Regions from separate parts of the Gossypium arboreum genome. Here region 1 is linked to region 2. Evidence: chromatin contacts called from public Hi-C data. All regions are on one chromosome and are shown on one strand. The core of a region is the stretch at or near the end of the contact, and the rest is flanking DNA. Distances in the headings are between cores, read along the strand shown.

Region 1 (4,394 bases), core at 1,615-4,114, 550 kb before region 2:
CACGTTTGCTCATATAAAAGGCGTTTAAGTTCATCATTTGTCCTATAGCCAAAGTCACACTTAAAAAAAAAAAAAAACCAAGAAAGAAAGAGACCTAAGACCCTAACATGTAGAAACCAGAATAAATGGAAACTAAACTTGCTTTTAGATATTTATGAGAATGTATCATCTACTACTTAAAATTATTTAACCCATAGAAATAGATGTCAGACTCAATTTGGATACTACTACCGTCTCGAATTTGGTCATACCATGCAACTTGGAAGAGTATAAAATCCCCAAATATTACCATGGCAAGAGAACAAACCAAAATTTTTTTTCTTGATGGAAATTACTAACCACTCCATACTTTCTCAATCATATCATCAAAAGGAGAACTTGAAATTTTCTAGCCCTTATCCTAGAGGTTTTAATGCTTTTTGTAGGATTTCAGATAGGTTAACACTACAGGTGATCGCTGATTCCTCTATAGGCCTCACCAAGTCAATAGAAATCGTAGTTATGTCCGAAATGAGAAAAATGCCATCCAAACTACCAACGAAACCTTTCACTGCTTTAGCAATTTATCCGAGGATGAAGGAGTACCACATCTAATAATTCTGAGGTTGGAAAGATAACATTGTAAAGAAGCCGCTACAGGTACAAGTTGTTACAACACTACTAGACCTGAAAATGAAAAGTATAAGTAATAGAATGGATCTAGTATATTCGAGTATTGTGCAATGCATATATAGAAGATCAAAGCAATTCATATCTCCAAAGTCACCTTCTAACTAGGTAGGGAAATTTTGTATTTAGGGTCCTCCACCAGCCTTTCCAGCAATAGGAGCCTCCTAACAAAAAAAGGTATATCAATCAACATCTCGAACAGCACCTATAAAACACTTGAATTTCTCCTATCTAATAAATCCACTAGAGAAACAACTAATTTAGGCCTTACTGGCTCAATATTTCCCTTCCCATTCACCTGTGATGATGTACTTGATGGAGGATTAGAGAACCTGGAAAGACAAGATAAATCAAAGTTCAATATACATTTTCTTAGGCATTTATATATCTCTAAAATTAAATCAAACAGCTTTTCAGCAGTAGAACATACCTAATTGCCCTCGCTTTTCTTTTCTCCTCTTCCACTGTATCAGGTTTGGAATCTTGTGCAAATCTGGCAAGACGTGCTTTCTTTTTGGCCTCCTCATCAGTAGCCGTAGTGGGTACAGAAAGCCCAAACCTGAGAAACAACAATAAAAATGACAAACTGAATAAAAATGCAAATGTAAGCCACATATTCACCCCCATAAAGGGTATATAGAATAAAACCTCTCTGCTCTGGCTTTCCTCTTCATGTCCTCCGATTGCTTAGATGCTTCTGATCCATTCATGCTGGGCACAGTACCGAACCTGCAAAATGGTTGGTCCACACTCAACAAGTTAGAAACAAAAAGAAGTCAAAAAATGGAAGGCAACATCCACAGCTACAGCTTTACCACCAACAAAACTCTTCTATTACAACATTTTAAGGCTCTGTTACAGGAAAACACTATCTTTCCAGCCATTTTCAAATTGGTTTGCACGTTCCCATCAAGGAACACTAGCAACCCAATTCAGTAAGATTAAAGTCCCTTAATAAATTGTTCACTCCAAAATTATAACGTAAAACAAATCATTCAGGAACTTCAAAATTTATCTATTCATTTAATTAGAATTATGTATTTATATTAAAAACCACACACACACACACACACACAAAAGTTCCAAAATACTTCTTATATTCCAATTCATAGTATTTTGTTCTTACTAAACTTAGCTGGATAAGACTACCCTATCGAATTAGGTTTCACAAAAGTAGCAAGTTACCTTTCAATTTTCGTTTTGATATCAGACTGATCTCCAATCCTTGTAACACTGTTTTAAGAAGCCATATAGTTTCTCTCTAATTATATAGAACTAAGTTAGGATTTGCCTTAAATTGCCAAGTTGTCCCAGGCGAACATGCAAGCAAGCTTAGTAACTAGGTAAGACTCTGATCTGATAGGGTTATACTCACCTCTAGAGAATCAACGGATAAATTAATAAAATCCAAAATACGATAAGCTCCAACATGAAGAGCAAGACAAAAGGAAAAACTAGAGGAACGAATTCAATAGCAATAATGAATGGTTCTAAGCACCTCAAGATCCAAGAATCGAATGGCATTTCAAGAAATTTATCCGAATAGACATTTCCAGAAATCAATCAAAATAAAAAATCAAATTCTTCTCTTATCGTTAGAAGTTCTGATCGACTAGGTACAAAACCAAAAAGAAAAACCCTGAATTCCCGATAAACCCGGGGAGATTAAAGTAGTTACCTCTCAGCCCTAGAATTACGCTTCTCTTGCTCAGACAACTGGACCGGTACGCCGAACCGCTCAGCTCGGCGAATCTTCTTCTGGATGTCGTTAACGGGAGCGCTGCCACCCCCAGAGGCGGAGCCCCCAGCAGTCCCGCCAGTCTTCCAACCCTTGCTCTCCTTAAGAGGTACTTCAGAAGCAGAAATATCAGAGCTAGGAGGATCTAACTTATCGGTGGAAGGCAGAGCGGGCTCGGCGGTCTTCTTAGAGATCGGTTCTGCGGATGAATTGGCGACGGAGGATGGAGCCGCGGAGTTCCTTGCGGTAGCGAGGGGTTTATCGGTGGTGGTTGCCATGGGAATGGTAGGTAGAGTTGCGTGAAGAGGAGGAGCCGAGACCTAAGAGAGTGAGCGGTGAGGGTCACTGTCTTCTCTTACTCGCTGGTTAAGGATTAAGGAAAAAGGCTAAGGATTAAACAATAAAGGCAAGAAGGTTTTTCGTTTCGCCTTTCTTCATTCGCTGTTGTTGGGCCGGATGGCCTGCTAAGACCGACTCTCAATTAACGTACTTTTTATTTTGAGTTAGAAGTTAATTAAGGATAAAATTAATTAAAAATTTAAAAATATTCAGTTGAATCGAGTTTTAGTTGTTTTAACCGGTTTATAATGGTTTTTGATTTAATCATTTCAAAATTACTCTCTATATTGATCATTCGGTTACTTCCGATCCAATGGACTAATTGAGTCCTGTTCAAACAACATTGATTAAAATATTCTTAAAATTTAGTCATTGTACTTAAAAAAATAAAAAAGAAGTCTTCTTATTTATTTGATTTTAAGATTTCAATCTAAATATTAATATTATTTGTACTTTTTATCAAAATTTATCAAATTGATGTGTTAATTAAATTGTTCTCATATAACGTCACATATGATTGGCTAAAATAAACATGTTAAGTTTACAAATTTTGACAAAAATTAAAAACAACAATAATGATTAAACTAGAATTTTAAATTGAAAAAGTAGAATAATTAAATTTTAACATTTAAAGTATAGGAACTAAATCTCAAATTTTAAATAAGTACATGAACTAATAGCATATTTTAACAACTAAATAATTAAAATAATTTATTGAGAGAGTTATAATGGTGTTAAATTTTTTTTTAATTGTTTCTTTAGATTTTTAAACATACATTAAGAGGATTATAATCTACAAAATAATTTATTGAGCGAGTTGAGGGTTTACTAAAATAGGTTTGCTTAGTTTCAAGTCTCAAGACAAGAACTCCTTTGTTTCAAGACACATAAACATCGAAGTTAAAGGTTTGAAACATGATAGATATGTCTCGAGACCTATCTAGAGACATAAGATGCCAAGTCTAGAGATATGAACCCCAATGTCTCGACATTCTATCATCGAAAAAAATTTAAAAAAAAATCAAAGGGATAACATGTCCTAAGACATCCAATTGAGTTTTGATTCGAGTTTGAACCCCATATAATTGATCTGTCTCAATTTACAATGGCAAGTTAAGCTCTTTTCATGACTCAAGGAGCTTGTATTCAAGTAGTTTTACGTTTTTAATGTTTATTTTAGAATTATTTAATTTTTAGTTTTAATTGAATAAAACGATCTTTCAGTGTGGTTTTATGACCTATTAGGCCAGTTTGGGCCTAAGGGAAGATTGATGTGTTGATTGAGTGTGTAGGACATCGTCTTAGGCTGAAGAGTTAATCCCCAAAATGTCACAACATCAAAGATGGATTTCGTGACATCCAACTTCGAAGCAAAAAGGAGCTTCAAGGCATTAATATTGCAACAACCAACTATCACTGTCGTGACATCCAACTTCAAACCTAAAGAAATTATATTCAAAGTCTAATGTCACAACAACCAATTTTGAAGCAAAAAAGGGGTGCAATCAATGTTCAATGTCGCAACATCAGTCCTGTGATGTCGCAACACCGGTTCAACGAGGCCCAACTTATAGATAAGGGTGTTTTCATCTACACAATGATAATTAACACATTGAATAATTTGTAACTCGACCTAATCTAGTCATCT
Region 2 (3,940 bases), core at 481-2,980:
CTCAAGCGAATCTGACAGTGTACACGAGAAAGTTTTTGCATGCACCTAAGGGTACCGGCTGCTTGCCGTTTAACTATTGGTCCTTCCATCATTGATTTCAGTCTCACCAGTCCTCGTAAAGCATGCAATGCCCTTTTTGCCTGAAAAGGAAGAAACCATAATCAGTCGAACTCAAATCCATTGCATAAATTCCATTCATGGCAAAAATACAATCAAGAGAGGTAGTTGGGGTGTGGGTTTCAAACATGAAATTATCACCTAACTTGACCTGAGTCCCTTTAAAAAAAGTCTCTTCAACAGTGTAATTGATAAGAACTCATACATTCCCCTTCTTGTATAAATAATCCACAATAAACTCAAGCCATTATCAAGAAAAAGTTTCATAAGGGTGTTTTTGGAATGTATCATTGTATCCTAATAAGAAGTTGCAACACATACAAGGTAAACTCGGAAAGCGGTTTGAATTTTGATGGCTGCCACTTCTTCATTAGATTTTCCAGCAAACCGTGGACCTGTGTTGGATTGACGACGAACGACATCCGCAACTGCCTCAGCTGGAGCGGCCAAAGCCACAGCAGCAGCAGCAGCAATGGCAACTTCCACAGGGTAAGTTTGCTCGCTCGGTTCAACCTCGGCTTCGATTAATTTCACCTCTTGTGGCTGGGGAGGAGGGGACAACTTGAGAGTTTCTAAAGTGGCTGCATCAGAATCATTGGAACCCAAATCCACTTGCTTTCCCAAAACCTTTTCTTTGGATTTCTGAAAAAAAACATAGCAATAAAGAAAATTAAAAACACTCATTGAAGACTAATAAACTGTGGGTAATTTATAGCTGAATTGGACTTCTTTCAGACCTGGGTTTTCTTTTCCTTGGATTCTGGGGTGAAGGCTTTCTTTAGTGAAGACAACCATTTTCCTTTCTTCCCCATCTTATCTTATCCTAAATGTAATTTTTTAAATGGAAAAAAGAATAGCCTCTTCTGATTGCATCTGGAATAGGTAAAAAATGGTCAACGGTTTCTCACTGTAAAATAGTACTTTTTTTAGAAATGAAAATTCTCATTCTCCAATCAATATTCACAGAAGCAAAATTGCAAATAGCTAATAAATGGTAATAGCAGATCTACCATAAAGCATAAAGGCAAAAATCAAATATTAAACACTGCAAATTAGGAAGGAAAATGAAACTGAAGTCAAAAAGAGAAAAATCCCATGATTTCTCCGTTAAAATCTAAACAAGTTTTTAACTTAAGATTACTAACAAATTGGGAAACAACCCAGATTTTGAAAGACAGTTAACATTATAATGCCACAGAGAATTCAAACAAAAAAAGCCAAAAAAAAAAATGCATCTTTGAATTGGGGTCCATGAAAAAAAAATAGAGAAACCAAAAGTAGCAAAAACTACCTGAGATTATAATAATGCCCAGATCTCAAAGAACTCGAAGGGTCATCTTTCCAAAATACAAAAAAGATAAAAAAAAGAAGAAGATAAAAACTTGAAAGGGTCACAGTTTCTTTAGTTGCATAATGTAGTATAGAGAGGAAGAAAAAGATAAATAGATCTTGAGAATGAAGCTTTTGGAGAATATGAAACAGCTGTTTTGGTAGTGTGACCCACTTCTTTGCCCAGTGCTTGATTGGTTGGAAAATAAAACCTACTCATCTACCTATGTTTTCTTTTGCCCCCCAAACTTTTGGTAACTAAAACAGTTAAAAAGATAAACAATGTTTTTCTCTATCGTTTTCAAGTTATAATAATGGCATGCCAGTTCAGTGTACCAGTGAAAACTGAAAACTCGACCTTAAAACTTCCAAGAGCGTTGGACTGTAATTTTTTTTTTTTTAACCTTACCAAATCAATACAATGTGACCGGATCTATTCATAGAGTAAATATTCACTGACGGCCAGATGAGGTGGCCTGTTTTTTAACCGAATACCAATTATTTTTAATTAAATCTTGATTTAAATATAACTTAAATTTTAAACTAAAATTAGATATAACTAATCAAGATAAAAAAAATTATATCTTTAATCAAATATAAACATAAATTGAATTCTTTATATTCAAAATTCTTTTTTTCTTTTCTTTTATTTTCTGAAAAATAAAATTAAGCAAGCAATAAATTTATTTAAACCTTCTTGGATATTCCCAAGCAAGTTTGATTAGAAGCCGAATATGGATGAACCGAAGAGAGAAAGGGAGCATGGAACCAAACTAGTTTGGATAAAATTGAGGGTAAGTTTCGTATGGTGGTTGTTTTAGTCATTGACAACGTAGTTTCGAGAGGCGAGAATATTATAAGAAAGGTAGATAAGGTGGCCGTAGGGGTTGGTTTGGAGGTTGAAGGAATGGGCTTGGGAAGCTTTTTTTAGGGTGGACTGCCATAAGTCACAACTGGTTAGGTCTTCGAGTGAGACAAGCTTGCAGACTAGGTCATTGAGAAATTCAAATTGGTTCATCAAGGTGGCAGTGGATGATGATGGTATGTAATAGTGGGGTGAGAATCTGTGAGGCAAGTTTTATTTTGGTTTCAACTTTTGCCTTTTCTTATTTCGGAAACATAAAAAAGTTATATTAAAAGAAATGGAAAGCATACAAAAAAATATGTTAAATGAAATGGAAAAGGGAGAAAAACGGAAGGGGAAGTAAAAAAGAATGGAAAAACAAAAAAAAAAAGGAAGTGAAAAGAACATAAAAGAAAAAATTAAATTGCTCAAAACGAAAAAATATAGGGACCAATTGTATAATTTAACCTAAAATTTTTATTTGAAATGATTATTTAATATGTCATATCAGCTTATCGTTACACCATTAACGATAATTAACAGTTCAATGACTAAAATATTACAAATCGATTATGTAAGTGACTAAGGGTGGGTTTGAATAGGCAGCACTTTTACTTGCGGTTAGTATAAAAAACGGTAGCAGTGAGATTAGATACAATAACGATACTGTAACATGAGACAAAAAGTAAGCTAAATGCACCGCACCAATCGCCCATTCAAACCTACCCTAAAACATAACATTTCAAGCATTAGTGACTAAAATGTAACTTGAAACAAACAAAAGTGACTATTTTGATAACACATCAATTCAGTAAATGAAATTTAAAAAAGCATAATTATAAAATAAAAATAATATAGTTAAAATTTAATTACATTTGATAATGTGCGATATACATTAATTAAAACGTTAAATTCGACCTATTGGTCATTGTACTTTACAAAAGTTGTGGATTTATTCCATATATTTTAATTTGATCAAATTTTATCCTTATATTTTTAAAATTTTCAATTTTAGTCTTTGTGCTTTTAAATTTTTAAAAATTTAGTCTGACCCAAACAATAACAATTAAATCTATTTGGTTAAACTCAATTACTAGTCATGTACTATGCATATTATTGTAGATTTAGTTGATATTCTCCAATCGAGCACTTTTAAATCTCTATATTTTTAAAATTTTGAAATTTCAATCTTGACATAAATGACTTTCGTTAAGCGCTTAACTAAATTTTAGTTAATAATATGTGAAAATAATAAGTTGGCATGACATTATACATATAATAATATGTTTTCCAAATATTATAAATAGCATAAGTTAATAAATTTAACAAGCTGTAATTTGGTGATGATTGAAATTTTAAAATTTGAAAATATAGTTTCTAAAAGGATCAAATTAAATTATATGAACTAAATTCAAAACTTTCATAATTAACCTAATTAAAATGTAGCAAAATATATTATAATTTTTATATATTGTATTAATAATATGAAATTTAGACATAATATTTTAGAAATAAAATACCAAAATTAAATGTAAAATAGATGCTTGAATGTTATATATAAAAGATAGTGATATTTTATTTCATTAATAAGATATAAGGAAGAAAATTATATAAAAATACTCTCGTATTATATTTTGTTATATAAATCGT

The links. A called contact is a pair of places that touch in the nucleus more often than the background predicts.
Region 1: a Hi-C map of leaf shows a contact between it and region 2, with 4 times the contacts expected there. The contact joins the promoter of LOC108464234 here to the promoter of LOC108455779 in region 2. A contact is called at or near these places in 2 of 5 Hi-C or Micro-C datasets (both in leaf).

Annotation. Positions count from the first base shown.
Region 1 is chr13:53,562,711-53,567,104 of ASM2569848v2, reverse strand. LOC108464234 (protein MODIFIER OF SNC1 11) reads right to left here and starts at 2,864. Exons shown (of 6, transcript XM_017764411.2): 1 at 2,348-2,864; 2 at 1,318-1,398; 3 at 1,100-1,228; 4 at 968-1,001; 5 at 767-833; 6 at 1-666. The coding sequence starts at 2,685. The coding sequence ends at 795.
Region 2 is chr13:53,012,417-53,016,356 of ASM2569848v2, reverse strand. LOC108455779 (protein IQ-DOMAIN 2-like) reads right to left here and starts at 1,730. Exons shown (of 6, transcript XM_017754330.2): 1 at 1,409-1,730; 2 at 855-990; 3 at 439-759; 4 at 1-140. The coding sequence starts at 929.